Regions from separate parts of the Rattus norvegicus genome. Here region 2 is linked to region 1. A link is a contact called in public Hi-C data. All regions are on one chromosome and are shown on one strand. The core of a region is the stretch at or near the end of the contact, and the rest is flanking DNA. Distances in the headings are between cores, read along the strand shown.

What was found. Hi-C and Micro-C count contacts between places; a contact is called where the count stands out from the background.
Region 2: a contact with region 1 is called in a Hi-C map of frontal cortex, with 5 times the contacts expected there. The contact joins two enhancer-like sites. A contact is called at or near these places in 4 of 12 Hi-C or Micro-C datasets (Schwann cells, frontal cortex, hepatocytes and 1 more).

What each region holds. Positions count from the first base shown.
Region 1 is chr3:67,505,252-67,508,699 of GRCr8, reverse strand. LOC120101554 (a long non-coding RNA gene) reads left to right here. Exons shown (of 3, transcript XR_005502169.2): 1 at 1-672. Among named protein-coding and RNA genes, the nearest start is that of Gcg, 25 kb to the left of the region's middle. Within about 2 kb of position 1,904, at least 4 of the 93 cell types and tissues checked have an H3K27ac peak or open chromatin away from gene starts, as enhancers often do.
Region 2 is chr3:67,665,259-67,668,793 of GRCr8, reverse strand. The region is part of intron 3 of Ifih1 (interferon induced with helicase C domain 1); the gene reads left to right. Among named protein-coding and RNA genes, the nearest start is that of Ifih1, 17 kb to the left of the region's middle. Within about 2 kb of position 1,478, at least 11 of the 93 cell types and tissues checked have an H3K27ac peak or open chromatin away from gene starts, as enhancers often do.

The DNA.
Region 1 (3,448 bases), core at 655-3,154:
CATCAGCTAGAAATGAATTTGAGGCCAGGCTGGGCAACTTTGAGATCCTATCTCAAAAGGTAAGAAGATGCCTAAGGATGGATCTCAGGGAGAGCATTTGCCTAGCACACCACGGAGCCCTAATTTCAATGGCGAGTCCTGAAAGAGAGAAAAAGTAAGTCAGCTAAACTGCCCGCGCGCGCGCACACACACACACACACACACACACACACACACACACACACACCCTGGCTGAAATCTAGGTAGCAGTATGGTGCTGTTTTCCACAGCAGTTCAAAGGACTCAGTGTCTGCTTATCCAGCTGTGGAGAGGCTCCACTGCATGGTTTGTGGCCCTATCCACCTTCAAACCTATCACCCTAACATCTGTTCCCCCCTTCCTCTCTATCTCAGATCTGCCTATTTTATCGTCACATTTGTATCTACGCTGGGCTTGCCTGGATCATCCAGGATTTTCTCCTCAACTCAGACTCCTTCATCGAAATTGTGAGACCCGTTTGACTATTCACTTCCTGGTGGTCAGGACAGGACACGCACTTCTGAGAAAGGAACCAATACAAATAAGAGCGATTCCCCCATTGTAGCAGGTTGACAGTGAACAGCTCGGGATTTACTGCAGAACAAAAATCCACAGGAGGAACAAAAACAGAAAGGTTGCGGTCTAGGCAGCAAGGTAAGGGTGCTTCGCCGTCCATTGACAGCTGATCTAGACATGAGCGCAAGCGCAATTATCAGTTTTCCGCAGGGTGGTGGTATGGCAAAAAAAAAAAAAATTAAAAAAAGTAAATTACAAAAATAATAGGAGGGGGAAATAAGTCTCCTGAAAAAAATAAAGACATTGTGACTGTGTCGCTTAGGAGGGGAAACAGCATAGCTCTTAATAATTAGTTGCAAGGGTGTGAGATGTGGGCCAGGGATAATTAGCAGGGGACTCTGATCATGTGCTCCCCACATTCGCAGCGAGCTGACAAAAAGAGGAAGTGAGCCAAACTGCAGCGAGAAGCTGGTTTTTTAAAAGGGAAGTTCTTGACCATGAAGATCAGACTACCACGGGAAGCTGTGTAATCTCTATCCTTAAAGAGCTTTAAAAATAGTATAAACAGCCATCTGCACAAGATGGTTTATGCATTGACCTTCAGGAGACGGGCCCGATCATCTCATGAAGTCCCTTCCAAGTGTGGGATTCTATGATTTAATCAGTATGTGATTTTTCTCAGCTCTACATTTTGCGAGATAACCAGCAGATGGGAGCCACAAATTCCCCAACATCATACCAAAATCATGGTTCCTCACACTGGTAGGGCCCAGGCGAGCTTGCCAAATTGGCATCCATTGAAAAAATCATTGAAGGACCCACCTCAAACATTTATTTATCTCCTTGTGGGTGTCTGGACCACCCATGTCCACAAAATAGAGATAATCTTTATACCGATTGTGTGCATTCAGCTTTTGACTTAAATAAGAAGTCGCATTGAAAGTGGGAGTCTCATTTTTGAAACCTGAAACAACAGCTCTCACAAAATGAAGAAGGGATTTACAAATTCCAGCTGAAGGAGAAAGGAGGTCCCGTGTCAATTAGGTCCCGTGTCACGGAAGTGTTTTATAGAGTGCTCGAGCCTTATTTGCTTTCACTTAAATAACAGGAACTTCTCATCAGTTCTTTGGGCATGTATGTAGCGCTTACTATTGCCCACGTTCAGTACAAAGCCGCAGGGAGACAAACACCATCCATCCATCACAGAGCTAGCTTAGTCTCTCCCAAAGGAAGAGGCCATTTTTGTCACGGAGTCAGCAAAGCAGTAGCAGGATGTGGGATACATGATGGAGTGATGTCAGTAAAATAGTCCAAGTCCGAGAGACCTTAGGGGCTTAGACTTGTATCTGAAGGTCAAACCGAAGCCAGGGAGGAAAGAAAGAGAATAAAATGTTTTCTGGAACATTCGGGCTAGCCCGAATAAGTGTCGGGTAAACCCCACAAACTGGAATTTGAATACAGCTAGTGCTTAAGGTGTAGAGGGAAAGGTAAAAGGCCAGTGGGGAGAAGGAAAAGACCCAGAAGTGAGGGATGCTGAGAGGTCAAAGAGCTCTCACAGGTCATACAAAAGAATTCAGACTTGGCATGGAAGAAATAGAGCTACTGAGTGATATTTAAAAAAAAAAAAAAAAAAAGGCTGTCCCTATAGATGGTTTATTGAGTACACTTCCGAATCAAAGGATAGGAAGGCATTTGTATACGATTCACCAAATGAAGGGTCCTCGGGCAGGTACTGAGATATCAAGGAGAACTCAGGCTGAGCACAGCAACAGCCACTGGGTAGGACACATCAGGATACCCTCCCTTTACCTCCGATCCCTGCTCCTTAGACTTCAGCCCCTTGCCCCCACTTATTATTCAGACCCTCAGGTTTACATTCTTGGCCACCTGAAGCTTCTACATCTTGAGCTTTCACTCACGATGAGCTGGGAACACACTGGTCCCATTATCTCACTGGCAGACCCAAAGTCCAGTGAAGGGGACTAACGCTGTGACGTCCACGGAGCCTTTATCGGCGAGAAGACATACATTATAGCAGGGAACTACTGCTGCAGGCGCGTAATGGACAGGGTGGACTTGTTCACTGAAACCGAAGGGCTGCTTTGTAGATTTTCTCCCGTGTGAATGTAGGACCTTTGGTTTTGTTTGATGGGGCAGATGCAGACAGAGGATCAATGTGGAGATGGGCAGTGTGTGGCGACGGTCAAAGGTGTGTAACTCCTCCCTGGAGACTAGGAGAAAAGACGCAGTCTGCGGTCATCCCAGGAACTACTTGGCCACACTAGCAACAGCTGAGGGCAAGCGGCAAGCCTCCCGCACCTCAAGCCAAAGAACAGGTTTCTCCAATTGTGTTCTTTATTCAGAATTTATAACGGCTGGCAGGTTCTGCTCCCATATATGAATTTTCAATCAGCGTGCTTTTATTCAAATTGTTCTTTTGTTTCATTGTGTTACTAAAAAAAAGTATGACAGGTTGGCATGCTTGTTTATGTAAATGTCTGGAACTGTAATTTCTTGAACGCTAACTACAGATAATTACACAGACCACCTTAATCTCTGAGGACCTAACAATCACCTTAACAGCACTGAAATTAGACTTTTCCTAAATTAGTACTGAAGAAGTACGTACGAAATATTTTATTAATAAATAATTTACCTACCTCGAATCTTTGAAGAAATTTATTTTTTGCGAATGGAAACGAAAAAGAACAGTATGTATGCAGTTATATTGATAACCACTAGATGGCACCATACATCTTTTCTTCCAATTTTCTCTTCAAAACTAGCTGTTTTAGAAAAAAAAATGTGTTCTTTCGGGTTAAAAAAAAAAGGGAAGAAAGAAAAGGAAAAGAAAAAACGAAAGAAGCCAAGGTATTTTTTTTGCAACGCGTATTGAACATTTATTAGTGTCGCT
Region 2 (3,535 bases), core at 229-2,728, 160 kb before region 1:
ATTTTATAACTTCAAACAACTCTTTGAGCAGGATCATCACAAAGCGATGGTCTCAAATTTTGGTTTGATTATCAGAACTTACCTTCTCTACCTTGAGTTGTGAAGAAGGACTGAAAGCCAGACTAGTGGCAAGAGAGAATTGAGTTGGTCAGGGCACACCAAACCATTTTGTTCATATCTTAATATGATATGCTCTGGATAGGAAAATATGTATCACAAGCTCTCAAAGACAAACAGTAACCAAGTCAAGGAAAATCAATAGAAAGGAAAGAAAAGCCCCAAATCTAGGTGTTAAAGGGTTTGGAGGCAGACTTGAGAAAGAAGGAAGGTTACCCCAAAGAACCTTAGCTAGGCGGGAAGGACAGACATTCGTCTGAGCCATGGACGGCTGCCTTCTGGTGGTTTTGTGAACAGATGTGACTGATAACATTTCAGGCTGAGTGAACGTCACCACTAAAGGAAGTTATAAGAAAGCTTGAAGTGTGTCAGAAATGTGATGTAAGAGGGTGACTGGGGACAGAAATACACATTAAGACCTCTAAGACCGAAGAGAACTAATGTGTCTTAGAGATTTTTCCTGCTGTTGCCCAAGGAGAACAAACAAAACAAAACGAAAATTAAAACTCCCTTAAATTAATATTTCATTGTCTGGATATTCATGAAATACCATCACAGTGCATGTAAGAAATTACCCCAGGGCATCACGCTGGCAGCTTGGCATTGCTCATGATGAGAAGATGTGTACCTTGGAAGTTGGCAGTCATTTTAAGCCCCGGCAAGAACCTGTCATTGAGCATTACCTGGGCACCCTTAGTGATATCTGCGCTTGCACTTCCCTCCGGTCTGGTTAGGATCGCTTAGGTCCTTCAGCCTTTCCAGCAGGCATCTATGAATTTAAAGTTTCCAAGTCATCTTCTTCTTTCTTACAGTCCATGGCTGCTGTTAATGACAGGACTTCTAGTGTGGTTATCAAGGTCTAGAATTGTGAATGTCTAGAACATTCTACCTTCATCATTAAGTTAGGGGGTAAGTTCTCCTGGTAGGTGTAGTCACTTTTACAACCCTATATTTTAATAACGTTCTTTCTGTGTTTGGCCCCTGGAGCAAAGGATAGCAGGCAGAGATGATAAACGTTAAGCCAACATCGTTATGCATGACTCATATTTAATTCTAGCTGACATATTTCAGCACACACATACATGCGCATGCACACATGTGCACACATGTGCACATGCACACACGCACACACGCACACATGAGTGCGCTTACACACGCACATACATACACACATGCATGCACGCACTTACGCAAACACACATACACCTATAAACAGGAGCAGAGGAGCTCCACGAATGGCCATGTGGGCCTGTGGCTCTAAGAGAGATTTTCTTTTTCTCTTTGGGGAACTCATTTCCTAGAAGCTTGGATCCAGGATAGAATATGCAAGGTGGGTGGAGGTGGCTTCTCTCCATTCTGCAGGAACACATGTTCCCTGGCACACAGAGCGAACTATGACAGACCAAAATGTGAGCGTGTGTGTAGATCCATATACATAGAGCTGAAAATAAAAGTAATCTATTTCCTCTCAAAGAAAAGATTGTTATTCCTAAAGAAAAGGAAATATGTATTATTAGCAGTATGAAAGTAAGCCCGTTTAAGGGGTCCACGCAGCCTTGTGTCTGTGCCAACACAAGGACGTGCTTCAAGCTCTTGGGTTAATCTGTGGCAAGAGCATTATGTTTTTTTTTCTTTTTCTTCCTTTTTCTTTTTTTCGGAGCTGGGGACCGAACCCAGGCCCTTGCGCTTGCTAGGCAAGCGCACTACCACTGAGCTAAATCCCCAACCCCGGCAAGAGCATTATGAAACTCGAGGAAAGATAGGTATGATGTTCAAGTGTAAGGCAAGGTCACAGTAAGAGAAAAGTATGACTTCTCTGAGAGATGGAATTCAGTGAGGTGTAGACCCTGTCCCCACCAGCTCCAGGGAGAACAGAACAGAGCATATATGTTCTTCACCGAGGTACAGGGAAATCCTTTTCGCTGCCGCTGTTTCCTGCCGCATGTAAACCCACTTTTCACCACAGAGAGAAGCTGTGATGGATTGCTGCAAGAAGGAAAAGATAGAGTCCGCAGCGTGAAAAGTTTCTAGACTAGGAGAAAGTCTACCTGAGGGAAAAGAAGTTGCGTTTTACTTAAGGGAGCCTTATAGGAAACACAGTATTATTTGTTCATTGCCTGCTATACTAGTATATTCCAGCAGAGGGCAGACGTTGCATTAAAATGAATCTAAACTCGCCAACCCTCCCACCTCCCCATCTTTGCTTTCAATATTTTATTGTGAATTTTTTTGGTTTCTAAACGATTTTTAAAATGTTTTAAAAGTATGTAAGGTCTATAACACATTAAAAAATACGAAATTTCTAAGATTCCAGTAATATTTTTTACTATTACCAAAATATTCAAAAACGTGTTTCCAAAATGAAGAGATTTTTTTTTGCCCCCACACATGATTTTACAGCCTCTCTTAGAGATTACTGTCATTGTAAGCAAAGCTGTTGTTTTTATCTTACTTGTGAAGTTATTATTCTTTATTTTTTCTTATTTTGAAAATCCATCTATCTCCTAATTGAACAAGTATGATTTTTTCCTCTGGCCCCAATTAATTCCATATAGACAACTATATTAATAGACATGCCTGCCATTTTCAAATTTATTTCCTAGTTGGCTTTGATCACTCCCTTAGAAGAAAATGACATATGTAAAAGTCAATTAAGCCCATTGAACACTGTGATTCCAATATATGATACAAATCTACAAGAGTTTATTAAATTTATTTCCCTTCAAAAATCTTGTCCCTGGTTTAACAGGATCACCATTACAATAAAATGTAAAACTGTAGAAGCGACTATCTGTAATTTTAAATGGAAACAAGCCACCTGTGAGCAGTGGCTGAGTTCAGATCTGGGAGGCATCCCTGGTCTCCAAAGCACCGGATCACTTCACAGGAAAGCCGTGCCTCCAACCTCTGCTTTGCATGTCTTCTCTAAGAGGAAAAGTGCATTGCTTTGAATCTTAGAACCTTCCAGACTGACCTGCCTTGGAAACGTCAAAGACAAAAACAGGAGGATCATAAGTAAATCAGTTGTAGCAATTCACTTTTGCTACATAGACTCGAAACATGGTTTGTTGTTGTAAAAGAAATGCATCAACAATTTCTTGGTATTGCTTTTCTGGAGGTATATATGCACACGTGCACGCACATTTTCTTAAATCGATTTCAAAGAGAAAACCTGCAGGGAAGGAACTTTCAGTGCCGCTGGAGATAGACTATTTTCTTTATTATTAGATTTCTTTTCTTTAATGAATCTATTCTAAGAAAGAACAAATAATATTGCACAAAAAAGGGCTGCTTGGGAAATTACATTGCCTTTTGTGAGGAGAAGCTGGGGCTTGCGTGCACTTTAAACAAAGCAAGGGAGCTCTCTGTCCACCTTTTTACCGTTACAGTGATCTCTTGACCGAGTTGCTAAGATTGG